Regions from separate parts of the Macaca fascicularis genome. Here region 1 is linked to region 2. A link is a contact called in public Hi-C data. All regions are on one chromosome and are shown on one strand. The core of a region is the stretch at or near the end of the contact, and the rest is flanking DNA. Distances in the headings are between cores, read along the strand shown. Region 1 overlaps PACRG (parkin coregulated). Region 2 holds the start of QKI (QKI, KH domain containing RNA binding).

Region 1 (5,653 bases), core at 624-3,123, 230 kb before region 2:
GCACTGACGTCCTGTTGCTCCTCACATGTGTGTTTCGTCTTGGAGGCCAGGCTCCTCTGTAGGTTCGCTAGCCGACAAGTGAGACCGAAGGAGGCAGCTGTTGGGGGAACTCAGCCTTCCTTCCCACCACACCTACACCTTGCTGAGCCACTGCTCCCAAGACGAGGCACAGAATCCCCAGAGCAGCCTGGCTTCAACCTACTCATTTGGTGTTCTTTAAATTAAAAAAAAAAAAAAAAAAAATTCTGGCAGAGCGTGGTGGCTCATGCCTGTAATCCCAACACTTAGGGAAGCTGAGGTGGGTGGATTGCTTCAGCACGGGAAGGAGTTCCAGGCCAGCCCGGGCAACACAGTGAAACCCTATCTCTATAAGAGAAATATGAAAGTGATCCAGGCATGTTGGCACGTGCCTGTAGTCCCTGCTACTCAGGAAGCCGAGGTGGGAGAATCATCGGAGCCTGGGAGTTTGATGCTGCAGTGAGCCAAAATTGTGCCACTGCACTCCAGCCGCGGCAAGAGAGCAAGATCTGTCTCAAAACAAAAAAAAAAGAATTTTTTTTATATCACTAGTTTTCTTGCATGGCCTATGAGTTCCCATCCACTGTGTAAGCCTTTATAACTGTTACGGTGGGATCCAAGTGTAAGCTCTGAGTTACTCTCTCATTCTCCCCCATTCACTTACAGATGACATTCTTGCAGACCAGACCAGCACGGCTCCTTGCCCAAGGCCACACAGGCAGGAACCGCCAGGCAGCCCGTCCAGTGTCCCAGCCGAGCCCTCCTGGGAGGTTCCTGTGTGCTGGACACATGCCTGGCTGGCTATTAGCTGTGTAGTTTACCCAGTGGTTACACCATCTTGAAGAGGTCTTTCTGGAGACGACGTTGACTTTGAAATTACTTGCATTATCCAGTATTCAGCTGTGGTCATTGTGATCCTTTCCAAGCCATACATAATTTTGGGTTTTGTTGTGGCTGCTGACCAGCATCTCTGTTTAAGAGACTGAGCTTTGCGCTAGCGATTCTGGTTTTGATGCATTTCCTAGGCACGCCCACTTCTCTGGTAGAAAGCTAGAAGTGAGTCCCTCACCTAGCTGATCCTTGTGAAGATGAACAGTTCTCTCCATTTGTGTTTAGTGACAAGTATATTCGTTAAAATATCATGAAGCCTTTACAAGGTGTTCTACTAACTAGTTCGAGACACAACTTGTATACTCTGCACTGAATGGGTTTGCATAGGTTGTTACATAGATTATCGTACACCTATAATAAATAGATTGTGGAAAACACTGCTAAAAATGTTTCAATGAGGACCAGGCACAGTGGCTCACACTTGTAATCCCAGCGCTTCGGGAGGCTGAGGCAGGAGGATCGCTTGAGCCCAGGAATTCAAGGCTGCAGTGAGCTACGATTGTGCCACTGTACTCTAACCTGGGCAGCAGTGAGACCCTGTCTCAAAAAAAAAAAAACAAAAAACAAAAAAAAAAACCTTTTTTTTTCATTGAGTTTAAGAGGGGTTTCTTGTATGGTCACACACACAAAAAAACTGTTTAATTCCTTTACTCTTATGAGCCACTTATTTGGTTCTTCAAACATGTAGAGGACAAAAAGGCACGGTTTCTTTAGGTTAAAAAATGGGCAAAAAATCTGATTTTACTTTTCTTTTCTCAAATATTATTCACTAATTATTAACAGCAAACGCTGTGTCTCCTGGAGTCACCAGGCGCCGAGCACTGTGTGTGTTTCACCTGAGTGGTGTTTTCATTCTCATTTCATGTATTTGAAAGCTGGGGCTTGGTACAGTTATGACATTGGCCCAGGGCCACTCAGATTGCAAATGACAGAGCCAGGGTGTGAACCCAGATAGGTCAACCTCAACATGAGTGTCTCTGACTCTTCAGGTTAATAGCCTTCTCCAGATACCAAAGCAGCACTAAACCATCTATGCAGTTGTGCGGGCACCTGTGTGGGATAGAAAGGGCTGAGGGATCCTGCTGCCACATTGATAATGATCGCTGGAACCAGGGTCTGAAACCGAGTCGGACTGACCCTGAAACCCATTTACCTGACCACTTTACTCCCACACCTCGGGCTGTCTTGTAAAGGAAGGGTTAAAGAATATATGATGCAACCTCCTGAAACAGGCAGCCTAGGAACTTTGACCCACGCACTCAGCCGGATCTCTGTGGCCACCTCTGGGATCCAGACGGCCGCTTGGGGACAGCAGAGGCTCAGGGGCAGTGAAAAGCAGTGCCCGGGCTGGAGATGAAAGAGCCAATTCTCCATTCTTCTGTGAGTCCCCGGAGATGAACACTGTGAACTTGTTTCCAGTCTCTGTGTCTCGTGCCAGCGGCCCTCCCCTCCCCCTTCCAAGGACAAGTCCACCCCCAGATGATTTGCCCCTGGAAATGGGTCCTCATGGACAGGGGAGAATCAGAGATTATTTGCTTGAGGTGGCAAAAAAAAAAAAAAAAAAAATACAGACACATCTCCAGCTAACCCTTTTTATAGATGTATTTTTGTTTTTTACAAACCAAATACCAGAGTTTCATTATTAGCACAGTAGTTTGGGTTTGGTTTTTTTTGTTTTGTTTTGTTTTTTTCTCGTCATTAACCACTTAGTTACTATAAATGTGATTTTAACTCACGGAAAAAGTACCCACATACCATAAAAACCTGAATTCTACCTAGTCAGCTCCGAATGGAAGGCTTCCAAGGCCCGGGAGGCACGCTCTATCGAGTTGCTGATTCGGGAGATAGCAGTGAATCGGGGTTCCACCACGCCCCCAGAATGTTGTTCACAGCAGCTTTGTCATTGACAGTTCTCCCTTTTGGACAAGATCTGAAACAAAACTTCCAATCACCTCCGATCCTAACAGCTTTACCTCTCTTCGATTTAAGGATTCTTAGTCAAATTTCAACTCAAATAGGTTACCTAGGAAGATTCTTAGGGCTTAACCTACTTACTTCTTCTTGTGGTTTCAATTGAAAGTGATAGACTCTTCTAGGCTGTTTGTGTTCCACCGTTCGGTGGTGAAATCACTGCTACCTCTCCCTCCGTAGAGAGCCCACTGCTTCCTACCAATGAGTTAAGTAATTTGTTCTGCCCATTTCTGCACATTTGTGTTCATAAAATCAGCTGAAAGATGAAAGTGACTGAAGAAATTGCTAACAATTACGAGGCTTTCCTTAAATTGATAGTTTGTTTTACTTCATTCTAGTTCTCAATGGAAACAAAAGGCAAGAATGATCTTTGGAATGCTGTGTGTACAAAATCAACCCAAACAAGAGATAGATGAGACTCATTGTCTTCCTCCAGAATAACAATCGCCTATAATTGCTGTGCTGATGAAACAGTCACAAGAGGCACGACAGACCCAGAAAGAGACCCTTGGTGCTTCATGTGGTATCTGTCTTTATACGGGTCTCTTTTACATTCAGCAGGTTTCACTAGAAAAAAGAATGTCAAAGTATTTCATTAACAAAACTGAGAAAATGCGTATTTAAACATTGATATCCCTATGAAAGAGTAATTTCTTACGTAAATGTAGCATTTTCACCTATGTTACCTCATTTAATCTTCAGAACTAATCTTAAGATGCAATTTTCCAATTTTATAGACAAGGAAGTGGAAACTTATAGATGTGAATTCACTTGTTCTGGGTCACGGAGGTGTAATTTTTAGAGCGCAGTCTTAGTTAGTGGTCTTGACTCTAAGTTCAAAATAGAGGCCTCCACTTTGCCGAGCACCAAAAGAGCGAGAGATGAGTTAGTGCGTGAGTCCCAAGAAGAAGGGACTCTGCAGGTCCTTAGCAGTTAAGGAAGCGTCATGAAACATTTCTTGAAGAATGGATAGGATTTAAATAGTTTAGAAGATGCAGTCTTGAAACTATGTGGGTGATCCAGGTTGCATGAGCAACAAATATTTGTTGGACAAGTGAAGAGTGAATGAATGAGGATGGAGGTGTCTGAGATCAGGAAAATGATCTGGGAAGGTATGAAGGCAAACATTCCCACGATGTGTTCGGGGAACAATGAGTAGGAGCCACTGGCTCTAAGAGAGTGTCCATCTGGACAAGTAGAGAGAGATGGACTGCTGGGGGTGCTGTGGGAGCTCGAAGGGCATGGAAGGGCATAGAAGGCCAGGCTAAAAAGTGTTGACTTTGCCTTACAGGCAAAGGTCAGGGCTTCATTGCTTTTGACTAAGGAACTTTATCTTGAAGACAGGATCATGGGAAATCATTGACAACTTGTAGGACATGATATGAACAAACTCAGTGTTTTAGCAAACTCAGTGTTTTAACAGGGAGTGAAGCACAAAATAGATGAAGTGTGTGTGGTGTGTGTTGACTCTGACTTTAGGAACTCACCCCGTGCTTCTCTAAATCTTCTGTCAGCTCTTCCCATCAGTGGCAAGTAGATTTAAAGGCCAAGCTGCCTAAAAGACATAGGGTTAAAGAAAAAAAAAAAGGAAGAAAAAGAAATGTACCTTTAAAATTTCCCAACCTTGATTTATACCTACAGAGGTGTATTATATGGTCACTCCTTTTATTAGGGTTTTTAAGCTAATCATTAGGCTTGACTAAAGAATTGCAAAACTTTCACTACAAGAAAAATTAAAAGAAGTCGTTTCCTGTATCTAAAATGGTCATGTATACCTCTGAAATTAGGAAAATGCAGGCCAATGATAAAAATATAACTGTAATGAAACTGTAGGTTTTTTACTGATTGTATTACACAATATTTCCTGTTGGATTCTTAACACAAAGCAATAAAAAGCTGATTTGGTTTAAAATAAAATATGGAGAGATTCTTGTCCTGTAGGAAGCTCATCACTCTAATGGGTGTCTTACTGGAACAGTATTTTGGCTGTACTGGAGCACATTGAAAGGAATGAGATTTAGCTTTGCCAAACTTCCACTGTGAAAGAGTTTGCTATAACAGTGTTTTATTATATTCTTATTGAACTTCAGCCAGTTGAAAATAGAATCTCCTCACCATCCTTTTAAATTAGCCTTAAGCTGCAGATAAAAGACAAAAATCAATGTGCAAATTTAGCTCCTTGCGCTCAGTTCCTTGAGAAATTTACCCTGGTGCTAATATTCAGGACGCATAGATAATACATAGAGTAACTGGAAGTTTTAAAGAAGCATTTCTTGTTCCGTTTAGATCTACTTAAGAGTCTGGTAAATCCTGTACATAAATTGTTTCTTTAATGCTACAGGTTATAGTGCATATCTTTATACTGTCCATACTAGCTCAGTAACACTGCCCCTGATAACATTTCATGTGGCCATGACAAATTATGGTGAAATTTTCAGTGTCCAGTTGGAATGGAAACTGCTAGAAAAGAGTGGTACCTAAATAATGGTGCAATCTATGTATTTCATTTCACTAAGAATTACTAAGGGTTTCAAAAACTCAAATCGAAAAAGGAAGCCATACACAATGTTTGTATTGGCCATACCAGCTTGAATGTCTCTAATTGTTCTAAGTGGTACAGGTGCTATGAGCTCCTAAGAATATCCCTGTGTTTGAGAGGAGTTAATTCAGAGCCTTGAGTTGCTTGCTGTCCTGCCACACTGCTCGAGAAATGTTAGCAACATAAAGAAATGCAACTTTGCCTGACTTCAGGCATTAATATAAAGAAACCTAC
Region 2 (6,073 bases), core at 2,923-5,422:
CTATGGTGATAAAGAAAGGTTTGGAATACTGCAAATTTCTATTTTAAATGTCAAGAATAGCAATAAGCAAATAGAGCCAATCAAATTTAAGAGAACAGAAAATATGTTTCCACTCTTGGTTAATTACTGATGTTAGAATGTGGAACCATTTTTAGTGTCAACATATTAGATGACAAATTTTAAGAGTGAAAAAACCTATTTTAGGGATCTTCAAGTGGAAGCTCATTCTGTATATATATTCAGTACATGTTGTAATTTATTTTGAATGCTGTATTAAGATAACATTTTTGTAATAATGTAATTGTTACAAAGTTAGTCTTTCTACATTAATTTTTTTTTTTTTTTTGAGACAGGGTCTTGCTCTGTCGCCCAGGCTGGAGTGCAGTGGTGTGATCACAGCTCACTGAAACCTCTGCCTCCCTGATCCTCCCACCTCAACCTCACAAGTAGCTGGGTCTACAGGTATGTGGCACCAGACTCTGTTAATTTTTGTATTTTCTGTAGAGACAGCGTCTATGTTGCCTAGACTGGTTTCAAAATCCCGGGCTCAAGTGATCCACCTGCCTTGGCCTCCCAAAATGCTAGGATTACTGTCACAAGCACAGCACCCGACCCTCTGCAGCTACTTACTACTCCTAAGCATCAGCCCTCTCATCTCTGAAATATGATTCTTCCTGCCTACCTCAAATATTGGCTGTACGGATGAAAATAAACAATGAAGATAAGGGTTTTGCAGAGCTTCTGGTCCATAACAAGTACTTAATATTTCATTTGGACACATATTTAATAAATGCCTACATGTACCATATGCTGACGTAGGTGCTGGAAATCCCTAATAGAAGAAACTCCTATTTCTCATGGGGCTTACAATCTTGCTGCCAGTGGCAAACAAGTTTACCCATAGTTATGTCAGGTGGAAACAAATGGTATGAAAAGAACCCGGGGTAAGCAGATGGAAGAAGGGAGGAGGTGTGTGCGTGCACAAAAGTGCCATTTTACATAGGGTGTTAAGGGACACCTTCTAAAGATAAATAGGAGCAGGGGTCACCGATGCATGGGGAAAAGCTTTCCGAGGAGAGCAAACACCAAGGGCAGAGTCCTGGGGAGGGTAAGCATACTTGGAATGTTTAAGGATCCAGCGAGATTCCACGGGGGTGCAGCCAAGTGGGCTGTGGGAGGACAGGAAGGACATAAGGTCAGCGATGCACCAGGGGCCACACCTGTCGTCTTGCAGGCCTTGGTAAGCTCTTCGGATTTTTTTTCTTTTTTGAGAGAAGAAACCATTGAGGAACTGTCAGTTAGTGAAGTGATCTACATAGATTTGAAAAGGTAACCTGCTGGGCACGGTGGCTCACGCCTGTAATCCCAGCACTTTGGGAGGCTGAGGCGGGCAGATCACTTGAGGTCGGGAGTTCAAGACCAGCTTGAACAACATGGAGAAACCCCTGTCTCTACTAAAAATACAAAATTAGCTAGACGTGGTGACGCATGCCTGTAATCCCAGCTACTAGGAAGGATGGGGCAGGCGAATCGCTTGAACCCGGGAGGCTGAGGTTGCAGTGAGCCGAGATCGCACCATTGCACTCCAGCCTGGGCGACGAGCGAAATTCCGTTTCACCAAAAAAAAAAAAAAAAAAAAAGTAACACACAGTAGCTATTATCTAATACACAGGAAATGAAAATTGCCTATCATTGTTCTTTAATCTGGTTTAAGTGGTTGAGCCTTATGACACTGCCGTTTCTACGGGTCAAAAATGGTGGAATATTGTCATAAAATTCAACCTGACTTAAAGGATAGGGCGAGGAAAAAAAGAAAAAAAACATAAGCTTTACAATAAAATATAATTGTATTATAATCCCAGACACAGGACTCATAAGCTGTATTCTTGCACAAGGCACTTAGCTTCATCTTTCTTGGGTTTCCCCTTATTTGTAAAATTGGGATAACAGTCTAACCTAAGCCCAACTTGTACTGATGATTAAATGAGATATGTATGTAGAACATTCGGCATAGTGCCTAGGAGCTTAAGAAATAAGCAGGCCATTAAGAAGGGGGTTGCATTTTATACTAGCAGCATCAAAACCTTGTGTAACTATTTTTCTAGGTACTGAAACAGCATTCATTACTCAGAGACCAGAGCTTTTTTTCAAGTTACTATTCCCTGCATTTAGAAAGTTCATCTTTAAATAGGCAATTCAGTAAGTAAATATTCTATGGCTCTAAAACAGATACTGCTGTTGGAGAATTTAAAATATCTGAGAGTTACATTTTTAACGTTGTCTACCAAGGCTATTACATTTCCTCTGTCAAAGTAACTTAATTTTACAAACGAACTCTGTGCTTGTTAAATGAAAAGGCCAGAAGCTACTGGCCACTCAGCGTTCGTTTGAAATTCTTGTAGTGCCTTCAGTACAACTCAAACTTAGAGGTGATTCTCAGAATTCGTGTGAAGCAACATTTCACAAAAAAAATCACCTACGTTCACTATTAAGTCAGAAGACAGAATGATTAACAGTAAATTTCAGCCGCGAATTACTCAGTATCAACTGGATATTAAATAACTGCATTATTTTAATGGAATGTTATAAAGGATTTGCAACAAAATGCAGATGCAGATGTAGATTTAGGGACTGTCGACTTCTATAGATCAAGGAGGACTTCATTGTTGCAGCTCAGAACATTCTTCCAAACAAATCTAAATGTTGGAAATCCACCACACTGCAGAGAAAGACCTCTTGCCTCCGTATTCTTTCTTCATCTGTAAAAATGTTGACTTCTGCTTTTCAGACTACGCGCACAGGCTCTTTCCTACTGCGGCTTCATTCCCTCACGGAACACTGATGCCATCGCGAAAGAAGCATTTCGAGCACGACTAACGCTCCCCTTATAATTTGCTAAGCCGCTGCGCTCGGGTCTCGCTACGATTTGCTTTCAGAATAACGAGAAGGTGCAACAAGATCGCTTCCCTGGCGGCGCGTCAACCGCTTGGCCCAGACCCCCCACGCCCGCCCACCGCCCCGTGGGTGCGCACGCGTGTCCGCGCACGCTTCCCCGCCTGGCGAGCGCGAGGCTTCTCTCCGCCGTGCTGCTTTCCAGCCTCTCAGCAAATCACGAACACGGAAGGGAGCCACGGCGGCGACGGGAGGGGCGTCGCGCGTGGTTCCCTCGGCGACAAAGCGGGAGCCCGGCGCGACGGGCGCCCTACCCCGCAGAGGCGGACGCCGCCGCACGCGCCTCAGAAAGCCTCAAACTCCAGTCCTCGGCTCCCCCGCCACACCCCCGCCCCGCAGCCAAGACCCGCGAGGTGGCGGGCCCGACGGCCAGGGCAAGCCCACCAGCCCTCCGCACCGTGGGCGACTGGCCAGCGCCCGGCCCTAAACGGGCAGCCCCAGCCCCTAGGCGGCTGCCGCCCCCAGCCCCGCCCACGCCCCACGCAGGCGCGCTCCGGGCCCCTTCCCTCCCCCACCGCGCGCTCGCGGGGCCCGGCGGGGGCGGAGCGACCCTCGGAAGGGGCGTGGCCACGGGGCACGACGCGCGCACGCGCTCTGGAGCCCCATGGCTACGTGTCGGGCCACGTGATGCCCACCCCGAAAGTCCCCCGTGAAGCAACAGGACGTTAAAAAAAATTTCTTTTCTGCGGGGTGGATGAGAGGTTCTGAAAAAACTATAGTAACGGGAGGCGAGGCGGAGGCAGCGCTGGCGCGTCCCGCTGGAATTCCTCCCGCCTGCCGCGCCAGCCCCAACCGCGCCCGAGCCCCGCGCCCCCCCGCGGCCGTCAGCCCCGCAACCCACACCCACCCGCCCCGGGCGCCCCGCACGGCGGCGACCCAGTCCCTGCGCCCAGGCCCGGGGCCGCCGAGCGCCGCCGCCCGTCACGCTCCCGTCGCCCCCGCCGCCCGCCCCGCCAGGGAGGCAGGGAGGAGGGGGCACGGCGCCGGCTGCTGCCCGGGTCGGGGGGCGTCGGGCAGCGGGAGCGCGCCGGCCGGGCCCCGCTAACGGCCGCCCTGCGCGGCCCCGCCCGCCGCCCGCCCCCGGCCCTCCCCGCGCCTTCGCCCCTCCCCCCCCGCCGCTGCTGCCGCCGCCGCTGGCAGCGCCGCCTGAACTGAGGCGAACTCCGCCGCCAAGTGAGTGAGGAGGAGGAGGAGAAGGAGGAGGAGGAAGAGGAGGAGCGCAGTCAGAGCGCGGCGGCAGCGGCAGCGGCAGAGGCGCCGCGGCGGGGACCAGCCCAGAGAGACCCCCCGAGCCCGCGGCACAGGCGGCGGCGGCGCTGAGCGGGCGCGACCAGCCGAGCGAGCGGCGGCCCCGGCTCCTCCTCGTCCGGCGCCAGCGGCCCGCGCCCTGCGCCCGCACTCGGCCAGCCGAGACCCGCCTCCCGCCCGCCCGCCGGCCTCGTGAGGGACGCGCCGAGCCGGGCGGCCGAGAGCGGCGGCGGCTGGGAGCGCGTCGGGCCCGGGCGGAAAGTGCCTGCGGGGGGCGGGCGAGCGCGCGGTGCCGGCCGCCCCGGGGCTCGGCGCGGGAGCCAGAGCGGGAGCCGGCGCGGAGCGGGACGCCGGGTCCCGAGCGGCCCGCGGCCGGGGCTCGCCCCCGCCCCTCCCTCCTCTCCGGCGGCGGCGGCGGCGGCGGGCGGAGTGAGCTGCGGAGCCTGGAATATGGTCGGGGAAATGGAAACGAAGGAGAAGCCGAAGCCCACCCCAGATTACCTGATGCAGCTGATGAACGACAAGAAGCTCATGAGCAGCCTGCCCAACTTCTGCGGGATCTTCAACCACCTCGAGCGGCTGCTGGACGAAGGTGAGCGTCTCCGGGGCCCCGGCCCCGGCCCGATCCCCGCCGGGGCGGCCCCTTTCCCTGCTTGGGATGGTGGGGAGGGCGGGAAGGTCACGGCCGGGCGGGACCGCGCGCCGGGGGGACTGGGAGGCCAGGAGGGCGCACAAAGGAGGCGCCGGGCCGGGCTTGCGGCGGCGGCGGGCGGGCGGGCGGGCCGGGGTGGACCCGCCGGGGCCGGACGCCCCCTGCCCGGCCCGGGACCCCGCGCCGCTGGCGCCCAAGTTTGTGCGCTGCGGAGGGCTGCGGGGCGAACCCTGCGGCCCCTCTGGCTTTGGCGGTCACATTTCCGAGAGGCCAGCGGGGGCTGCGCGGGCTCGGTGGTCCTCGCCAAGCCCTCCCGAGAGCAGGCCCACGCCGCGCCGCCGGCCTGGAGGACGCGCGTGTCCCCGGCGCGGGCCCCGCTCCTCTCCTCGACCTCCTGAGCTTGCTCTGCGCGGACCCCCGCTGCCCCGCGTTCGGGAGCTCTCTCCCTCCCATGAGGACTAAAGCGGGGTTTCGTGCTTGGGGAGTTGGTGCAGCTGGTAAATACTAAGTGGAAGTCAGAGTGGGGCTCGTTAGTTTAAAGAAATTCCATAGGAGACCGAAATTATGCTGGCGTAGCCGACAAGGAGGACGAAGTGACGGCGAAAAGCACTTTTTTCCCTTTTGTTTGGGGAAGCGAGAACTGTTAGGGAGTTGAACTTCACTTTTCGGGGGTGGGGGGGGGGGTGGAGTGCGAAATAACGCGATGACAGATCGGAGCGCAGCCTGAGTTAGGAAGAACTTGGGCGGAGGGTTTGCTCCCGGAGACGCAGCCGCCCGAGTTTGTAGGACAGGGAATCGAGACGTTTGGAAAGGGCGAAATAAAATTGAGCCGAAGTTTTCAAAAAGCTTTATGGAGCGCTGTGGGGAGCGAAGAATGACAAGAAGATTAATGTTGACCAACTCTGGAATTTCCTTAAGAAGTTCTCATAGCAGTATCTGGAGTATTAATTTCTAGTAGCTGTGGGTTTCTGTGGACGCCTAGAGACAAAAATAAATGACCACAAAAAAGTGTTTCGAAAATCGACTAGCCAGGAGTTTTTTTTTTTTTTTTTTTTTTTTTTTCCTGCTCAGAGGCATCACCGGAGGACTGTGTAAAGGAAACTGAAAACTTTAGGTTGAAGAGATGAGCAATGGAGTTTAGATTTTTCGCAAGAATTTCGAGATTTTAAAAATAGAGTCGGGGAACAGGAGTTTGAAGCTTGGGGAGTTGGAATGTCATTA

Evidence for each region. A called contact is a pair of places that touch in the nucleus more often than the background predicts.
Region 1: a Hi-C map of liver shows a contact between it and region 2, with 3 times the contacts expected there. The contact joins the enhancer-like site here to the promoter of QKI in region 2. A contact is called at or near these places in 2 of 2 Hi-C or Micro-C datasets (liver and skeletal muscle).

The regions. Positions count from the first base shown.
Region 1 is chr4:7,947,556-7,953,208 of T2T-MFA8v1.1, reverse strand. All of the region lies in intron 3 of PACRG (parkin coregulated), which reads left to right. Among named protein-coding and RNA genes, the nearest start is that of QKI, 230 kb to the right of the region's middle. Within about 2 kb of position 1,873, at least 1 of the 6 cell types and tissues checked has an H3K27ac peak or open chromatin away from gene starts, as enhancers often do. A contact at or near this core is called in liver, where this site is marked.
Region 2 is chr4:7,714,722-7,720,794 of T2T-MFA8v1.1, reverse strand. It overlaps QKI (QKI, KH domain containing RNA binding), which reads left to right and starts at 4,172. Exons shown (of 8, transcript XM_045390386.3): 1 at 4,172-4,792. The coding sequence starts at 4,651.